Regions from separate parts of the Cricetulus griseus genome. Here region 2 is linked to region 1. A link is a contact called in public Micro-C data. All regions are on one chromosome and are shown on one strand. The core of a region is the stretch at or near the end of the contact, and the rest is flanking DNA. Distances in the headings are between cores, read along the strand shown.

Region 1 (3,627 bases), core at 701-3,200:
TTGGCCAGACTGGTCTACATGTTGAGTTCTAAGACCACAAGGGTCATGTTGAGATCCTGATTCAAAAAACAAACAAACAAACAAAAAAAAACACCCGGGAATTTCTAGTCGTAATGTCCTTCTCACCAAACACCATGAAATCACGTGACCATGATCTGAATGAAAACAAATCAAACTGGATTAAACCCTGTTTTCCAAAAATGTAGGGAAAAATAACAGCCTACAATCAATATTCAATACAGCATGTGAAACCTGAGTGAAATTTACATCCCTCTCAAGTGGACTGTAATACTCTTATTTAACTACTCAATAGCAATAAAGAACTTGTCACTCAACTATTGTTATCATACTACTGTATTTTTTTTTTTGGTTTTTGGAGACAGGGTTTCTCTGTAGCTTTGGAGGCTGTCCTGGAACTCATTAAGTAGACCATGTGCGGCTTTGAACTCACAAAGATCCGCCTGCCTCTGCCTCCTGAATGCTGGAATCAAAGGCGTGCACCACAACCGCCCGGCTTTAGAATACTTTTATTAACACACATTCTATTTCTACATCTTTTTTTTTCTTTTTGGTTTTTGAGACAGGGTTTCTTGTGTAGCCTTGGCTGTCCCCGAACTCCCTCTGTAGACCAGGCTGGCTTTGAACTCACTAAAACTGCCTGCCTTCTACGTCCCTCTTGCTGGAATTAAAGGGAGGGCACCGCTGCCCTATTAGCTGTATACCTCTTCTCCACTGCTGTCATCTTCTTCATCTTCGGACATTTCTTCGTCTTCACTATCTTCTTCCACCTCTTTTGGAGGAGGAGCCATTTTCTTAGAATCGCCGTGGGTTTTGCCGGCCTACACAAGTGCACACAAAATCATGTCGATACCCTATTTGTAAGCCATTTTGCGTTTCGCCATTATCTTCTTTCTTAATGCCCACTGTCTATATTGTTAAAGGCCCTAAGCACAGGTGACATCATTGGCATTATTATATGTGGCAATCTTTCCTGAGAATCACCTATATAACTTGTCTTTCCCTTCCAGAGACAACTGAAGACAATCTACTAGTCATTCATTGCCCTTTGAATTTCACTCTAAATCATCTGCCGGGGCAGGGGTATCTATTTGGGTAGCCCCTTCTGGAGAGGAGCACGTCTTTCACAGAACCACTTCCGACGTCGCCACTCTGGAGGCGGGCCACGTGGAGGTACCACGCAGGCCACCACGCGCTCCCTCAGGTGTCCACCACGTGCTGGCCTGCCCGTCACGGACAGGCGCTGGGGATCGCCGGGGAACCCACCTAGCTCAGTCCCGCTGTCCCCCTCCCCGGTACCCCGCGACTCCCCGAGCCCGAGACGGGCAACACACGCAGAGCGCCAAAACCCACGTGGCGGGCCGCGCACCGGAGCACGTGCGCCAGGAGGCGGGGCCACGCCGGCGCCGGCCCACGAGTTGGGTCCCATCTCCCCTCGGCGGGCCTGTCGCCCCTTCTCCCCTCGCGGCGGCTCCGATCTCACCGCCCTACACACACACACACACACGCGCGCGCGCGCGCTCACACACACACACACCTCCCGGGACCCGCCTCGGCTCTCCCCCACCACCAAGTCAGGGGCCAAACACCGCGAGACCTCCCGCTAGTCGCGCGAGACTTTCCCCAGCATGGCGCCCTCGAACGCGCCCGGGATTGCGCGCAGGCCCTCCTCCCCTGAGCGACGCGCGCGCGCGCGCCCCTCAGAAAGCAGGCCCAGGCGTCCGTCCGCGTCGGCGCGCGCGAGGCCTCTCACCTTTGCGAGTTTCACCATGGTGGCGGGTTGCGACGACGGCGCGTGCGGCGAAGGGCGCAGCTCGGGAGAGCCTCGGGGAACCCACGCGAGCTGGGCGGCAGCGACGGGCACGGTGGACTCTGGAGCACGTACGAGCGACTGCCAGCTACAGCTAGCGTCTGAGGCAAAAGACTGAGCCTGCCCAGTAATCGCCTCTGGAAAGGCGACGACGGCGTCCTCGTGACCCCTCCTCCACCAACCAGAGCGCGCGTCCGTCCCCCTGGCCAACCGCGAGCCTTCAACCCAGGACGGCGTGGGGGCGGGGCTACGGCGTGGGGGCGGGTCCGCCGGGGGCGGGGCCTGACGGCAGCGCCCTGGGGGCGGGCCTAGCTCTACGCAAGGCGGACGTTGACTGGCTGGTGTGCGCGTCTTCTCGGCGAGCCCTAGCGGCTCGCCTTCGCCGCGCCTGCGCGGTGCAACGCGCCCGTTTGGCGCGGCTTGTGGAAGGGGCTCGGGGATGGCGGCGTGGCCCGGACGCCTCCTAGTGCTCGACTGCTACCTGGAGCTCCGGGCTCGCGTGGCCGGGGGGGTGGGGGGTGGTGGGTGGCCCGAGCATCCCCCGCGCTGCGGAAGCTGCGCCCCACCGTGGACTCCGCGGCGGCCTCAAGTGCTCGCCGCGCGTTCCCGCTGAGGAGCCGGAGAGCGCCGGAAGTTGAGGGCCTAGAGCCCACTGGGGCCAGCTCGCGGCCCTCGGCCTGCCCTCGGCAGAGCCGAGAACATCCCGGGGCTCTAGTGTTGCGCCGCGGGCCGCTGTTCTCCTGAGAGACAGCTCCCAATAAAGGCAGTTGCGTGCGTGTGTGCGCGCCTGTGTGCAGTGCTCAAACAGCTCGCTTAATGTCCAACCTCGCGCGGTAGATTTAACTCCTGATGGGGACGGTCTCGGAGAGGTGACTTCCTGGTGTGTGCTGGAGGAGTTTTTTGCCGGCCTGTGGCCACTCACGGTTTCCCTCAATGGCCTGAAGGACAGAGTTGCCGTGAGTGGATTAGACCTGTGTGTGGGACTTTGGGTTCCAGGCGTGGCATACTGGAGCCCTTCTAGGGTACCTCCTGGGCATCTAAAACCTAATTTTCTGCATAGTCAGGGTTCCGCCAACTGATGATATTGGTTGATAGATCACCTGTGGAGATTTTGTCGGGGATGTTGAGACAGGGCCTAACTATTTGCTCTTGCTGTCCTGGAGCTCACTGTGTAGACCAGGCTAGCCTCGACCTGCCTGCCTCACGCGTGTAGAGATTAATGCGTGCGCCACCACGCCTTGGCCCATCTCGGAAGATTTTAGTGCAAACAGGATGTGTTGGGTCCCACGTTTTCTATCTGAACACGGGTCTTTGGAGACAAGTAGAAATAGTTAATGCGTGATGCTTGTTACTAAGTCCTTCGCAACGCGGTGGAGGACACAGCTCCACGAAAATGCTCTATGGTCAGGGCATGAGGTGGGAACCAGTGCAGTGATGTGGAGGCTTTGTCTTTATAGAGACAGTGACAAGGGTCACACCTTGAGATGGACCCCAAGAGAGACTCCTGGGTAGAGGGACAGGAAAAATGATTGGTGTGAGCCAAGACCCTGGGTATTTCCAAGCAGAGGAGGCTAAAGGCACTTGGGAGGAGACAGGTGAGCTGTGAGATGACACAGATGGATCTCAGCAACACTGGCATGACTTCTCTTTTTCGATCCGATCTACCTGTATGGGGCCTTCCTCAGACCTCTGGTGTAAAGTGCCACTAGGAGACTCACTCTTGGACCCTCACTTATGCTCTTGGGTCGTATCACCTACCTAGTATTTTTCTTGGCTGTTTATTGTTAATTTGCCCTTTC
Region 2 (3,627 bases), core at 710-3,209, 56 kb after region 1:
TGACCCTTTGTGAGCTCAATTCCAGTGAAGGTGCACTGCCTGGGAATTTCTCTCTGGGTGTGACACTGAAACCTGTGGCCTCAAGGCCAACATCTGGCTACAAAACCCCATGAGCTGTTTCCGCATCTCCTCACGCTAAACTCTCGCTAAACATCACTTACTCTTTGCATTCCTGTCCTCCAGTCATTTCCTGCCAGTCGTTAGGCTTGAAGTCTTAAAAAATTATTTTACTCTTATCGGCATCCTCAACATAGATAAAATCGTATTTTCTGGTCTATTATGCACAATTTGGCAATTTGTTGGACACCATCTCTTCCGTTATGTGGGTGTGTATCATTTTGTCTCCCTGGTCACACACAGATATCTGTTCTCTGCTGTGAGTTAAATTGCTGAGTCCCCATAAGTATAAGCTAAAAACCTAAAGCTCAGGTACCGACTGTCTGGGGCTAGGATCTTTGAACAGATAACTAAGGCAAAATGAGGTCAGTTGAAATTGAGTTCAGAGGAATCCTTTAAAACACAAGCTTAGGAAACTGACACTAATGAAGATTCAGAGAGAAGGCAGTGGGCTGCCCAGCCAAGGACTGGGAGGAAAGCGATCCTGCTCACGCCTCAGAACTGTGAGGCGATTCTGTTGTGACAAGCACCTCTCAAGGCACCCTGTCTTCCTCAGTCACCACCCCTGCCCACTGAGCCCCTGATGTTGTCAGTCTCCTGGACACACCAGAGGTCCAGCGGGTAGCTTCTCTCTGCATGCTGCATTTGCCGGCCATCTGTCTACATGCGCTGTGAATCCCCACCACAGCCCTGCCAGCCTGCAGGCCCCAGTGCTCTAAGGAAAGCAGTCTCTACCCCACACCCTTTACTTCTACCCACACTTCCTAAAAGAAGTCCCACAAAGACCCTCCCCACCCCCGCACCCCACCTCTCCACTCATATCCAGGTCATCCTGACCCTGGGCCCTGGGCCTCTCCGGCCCAACCCTTCCAGTGGCCTCCAACGGCTAGTCCTCCATCAGTTTCCACACAAAGAACAGTGTTTTTATATCCCAGCCCTTGTGATTCGATTGCCTTGGTTCAACTCCTCCCCACCCTCAGCATCCCTCAGCCACCAGGTCCTGTTGCTGAGGTCTCAGACCAGCTCTAGAGTCGTCCCCCATCCAAGCCTTGGCACCACAGGGCCCTTTCTTCCCTAAAGGGCCCCGGTTTTGTTTTCCAAAAGCTGAGAGACTTAGGAGAACCTGGGGGGTTCTCTGAGGAAGTGAAAGGAGAGGGCAGAGACTAACCAAAGTGGGTGAGCGCCCCCTCCCACCCCGTTAGAAACCAGAAAGGAGAGCCAGGCAGGCGGAGAGGGAGGGAGAGAAGCAGATGGGGAGGCCACAGGCAGAGGACCCGTTCCCTGTCACCTGCTCTTTGTGAGAAGAGCCCTAGAGAGGAAGGCCTGGTTCCTTAGGGCAGCATCACAGGAGCCCAGAGTCCCAAGGACTTTGGGGACAGCTGGTCCTTGGGAAACCCTTAGAAAGACAGGGAGTCTGAGGACCAGCACTGCCCACTTGGTCTTAACACCAGAGGATGGGCAGAGGGCGGAGTGGGCTGATAACTCCCGGCTAGGTTAGCATTAGGAAGGTGTTCTGGGACAACAGGCACGCACCTATCCCCTCCCTCGGAGGGACAGGGAAGAGCCTCCTTGAGCAGGATCCAGGACAGTCACAGAGATTTGCCTGGAGGTGGAGTTAGGGATATAAGCACCTACTGAGTAGACCAAGAAAGGTCATGGGGTGAAAGCAGTACTTTCAACAGACTCCCCAAAGAGAACAAAATTAAATGGGTCACCAAATTAAGGGACTTAATCTACATTGGCCGATATCAACCATCTGACCACCTTTGTCTCTCTTCCGGTACCCTCAAGGAACCTAAGGGCAAACCGAGTCCCGTGTGACTTCACCACATCCTGGTCTCCAACATGACTCACCAGGAAAGTCCCAGGAACCAAGACCCCACAATGGCCCAACAGAGTCTAGAGGAAGTGTCCTAGAAGCAGAAAGGGCACCTATCCTTGAGCTGGAAGGAAGGGAGCCACCTCAATGCTCCATCGCAGGATTGGGGGGCAGTTTGCTAGAGTAGCCCTTATTAGGAAAGTCCCAAGGGCTTCCTGCCTGCAGCACCTCCCCCACCGGGGGCTTCTTCCCTAATCTCTAACGTGTTATCCTCATTCTCTTGTCCAGGAGCCTGTCCTAAGTACCATCTCTCTGACTCCCATCCCTCCTCCTCCTCCTCCTCCTGCTCCTCCACCCTAGACTTGGCTGTGCTCACAGGCCATCCACAGCCCAGGACTCTGCTTGCTGTGATGGAGGGATGACAGCCCACCGATGACACCTGTACCTAGCTGTGCTCTAGACTGGTGGTGGTGACTGTGGGGGGTGGGAGGGACAAAGGATAACATCCCCACTACATTCTTAACTACTGTCAGCAGGAAGAGAGGCCACCCCCAAGCCCCAGCTGTCACTGCAGTGTCAGGGAACACGGGCCTCAAGTGCCTTCCTGCTTCTAAGGCAGAGTGCCAGCTGTCAATCTTGAGTTTCATTGGTGCAGTCACTACTGGTGGCAAAACAGGCTGCTGGACCCACTCCCGGTCAGTGAGGCTGGGGTGGTATCTGGGAATCTTCATTTCCAACAGCTTCCCAGGTGATGCTGGCTCAGTGGAGGACCACACTGAGAACAACTGGTGCAGACCCTTCTGCTAACTTGTCTCCCAAGCCCAAGTCTGCCCCCTGCTGGCAAGTGGCCTTTTAGTTCAAATTCAGGCTTTCCGGGCTGAATTTTATCTCAGGTGGAAAATGAACGTCTCTCAATGTTTTCTTAGAGATTAAGACAGATTATTTGAGGGAAAAAAATCCTTGAGACAACGTCTCACTATGTAGCCCTGTGTTGCCTGAAACTCAGTATGTAAGCAGGCTGTCCTAAAATTCAGAGGTTGCCCTGCCTCTGTCTCTCAAGTGCTGGGATTAATGGTGGGCAACACCATGCCCATGAGATAATTAGTAAATGATTTACCTCAGTTGTGAGCACATAGTAAGACTGGAAAGTTAGGTCTGGCAATGGTGGCGCACACCCTTAGTCCCATGCACTGGGGAAGCAGAGGCAGGCAGATCTAAGTGAGTTCGAGGCAACCATCGTCTAAAGAGAGTTCCAGGACAGGCTCCAAAGCTAAACAGAGGAACCCTTTCTCAAAAAAAAAAAAAAAAAAAAAAAAAAAAAAAAGACTTAAATGGTTCTTTGATAATTAGTAGAGGTGTGGTGGGTAGAAAAAAAAAGCTTTAAGACTTACTTTATTTTTTAATTACATTTAATCATTTATTTTTAAGTGTGTTTTGCATGTATGTATGTATGTATGTATGTATGTATGTATGTATGTATGTGCACATGCACTCTTGATGCCTGTAAAGGTCAGAAAAGGGCACTGAATTGCCTGGAACTAGAGTGAACCACTATGTGGTGCTGGGAATTGAACCCAGGTCCTTTGCAATGGTGCTCAACTGCTGAGTGGCCTCTCCACTCCCTGTCACTCTTTTCCCTCCCACCCCCACCCCCTCAGCTCTGAGACAGGGTTTCTCTGTGTAGCCCTGAC

Evidence for each region. A called contact is a pair of places that touch in the nucleus more often than the background predicts.
Region 2: a contact with region 1 is called in a Micro-C map of the CHO-K1 cell line, with 2.6 times the contacts expected there. The contact joins the enhancer-like site here to the promoter of Ncl in region 1. A contact is called at or near these places in 5 of 8 Hi-C or Micro-C datasets (the CHK-Q cell line, the CHL-YN cell line, the CHO-K1 cell line and 2 more).

What each region holds. Positions count from the first base shown.
Region 1 is chr2:438,028,259-438,031,885 of CriGri-PICRH-1.0, forward strand. Ncl (nucleolin) reads right to left here and starts at 1,951. Exons shown (of 14, transcript XM_027397448.2): 1 at 1,772-1,951; 2 at 723-839. The coding sequence starts at 1,789.
Region 2 is chr2:438,083,827-438,087,453 of CriGri-PICRH-1.0, forward strand. No RefSeq gene overlaps it. Among named protein-coding and RNA genes, the nearest start is that of Tex44, 13 kb to the right of the region's middle. Within about 2 kb of position 1,960, at least 1 of the 6 cell types and tissues checked has open chromatin away from gene starts, as enhancers often do. A contact at or near this core is called in the CHO-K1 cell line, where this site is marked.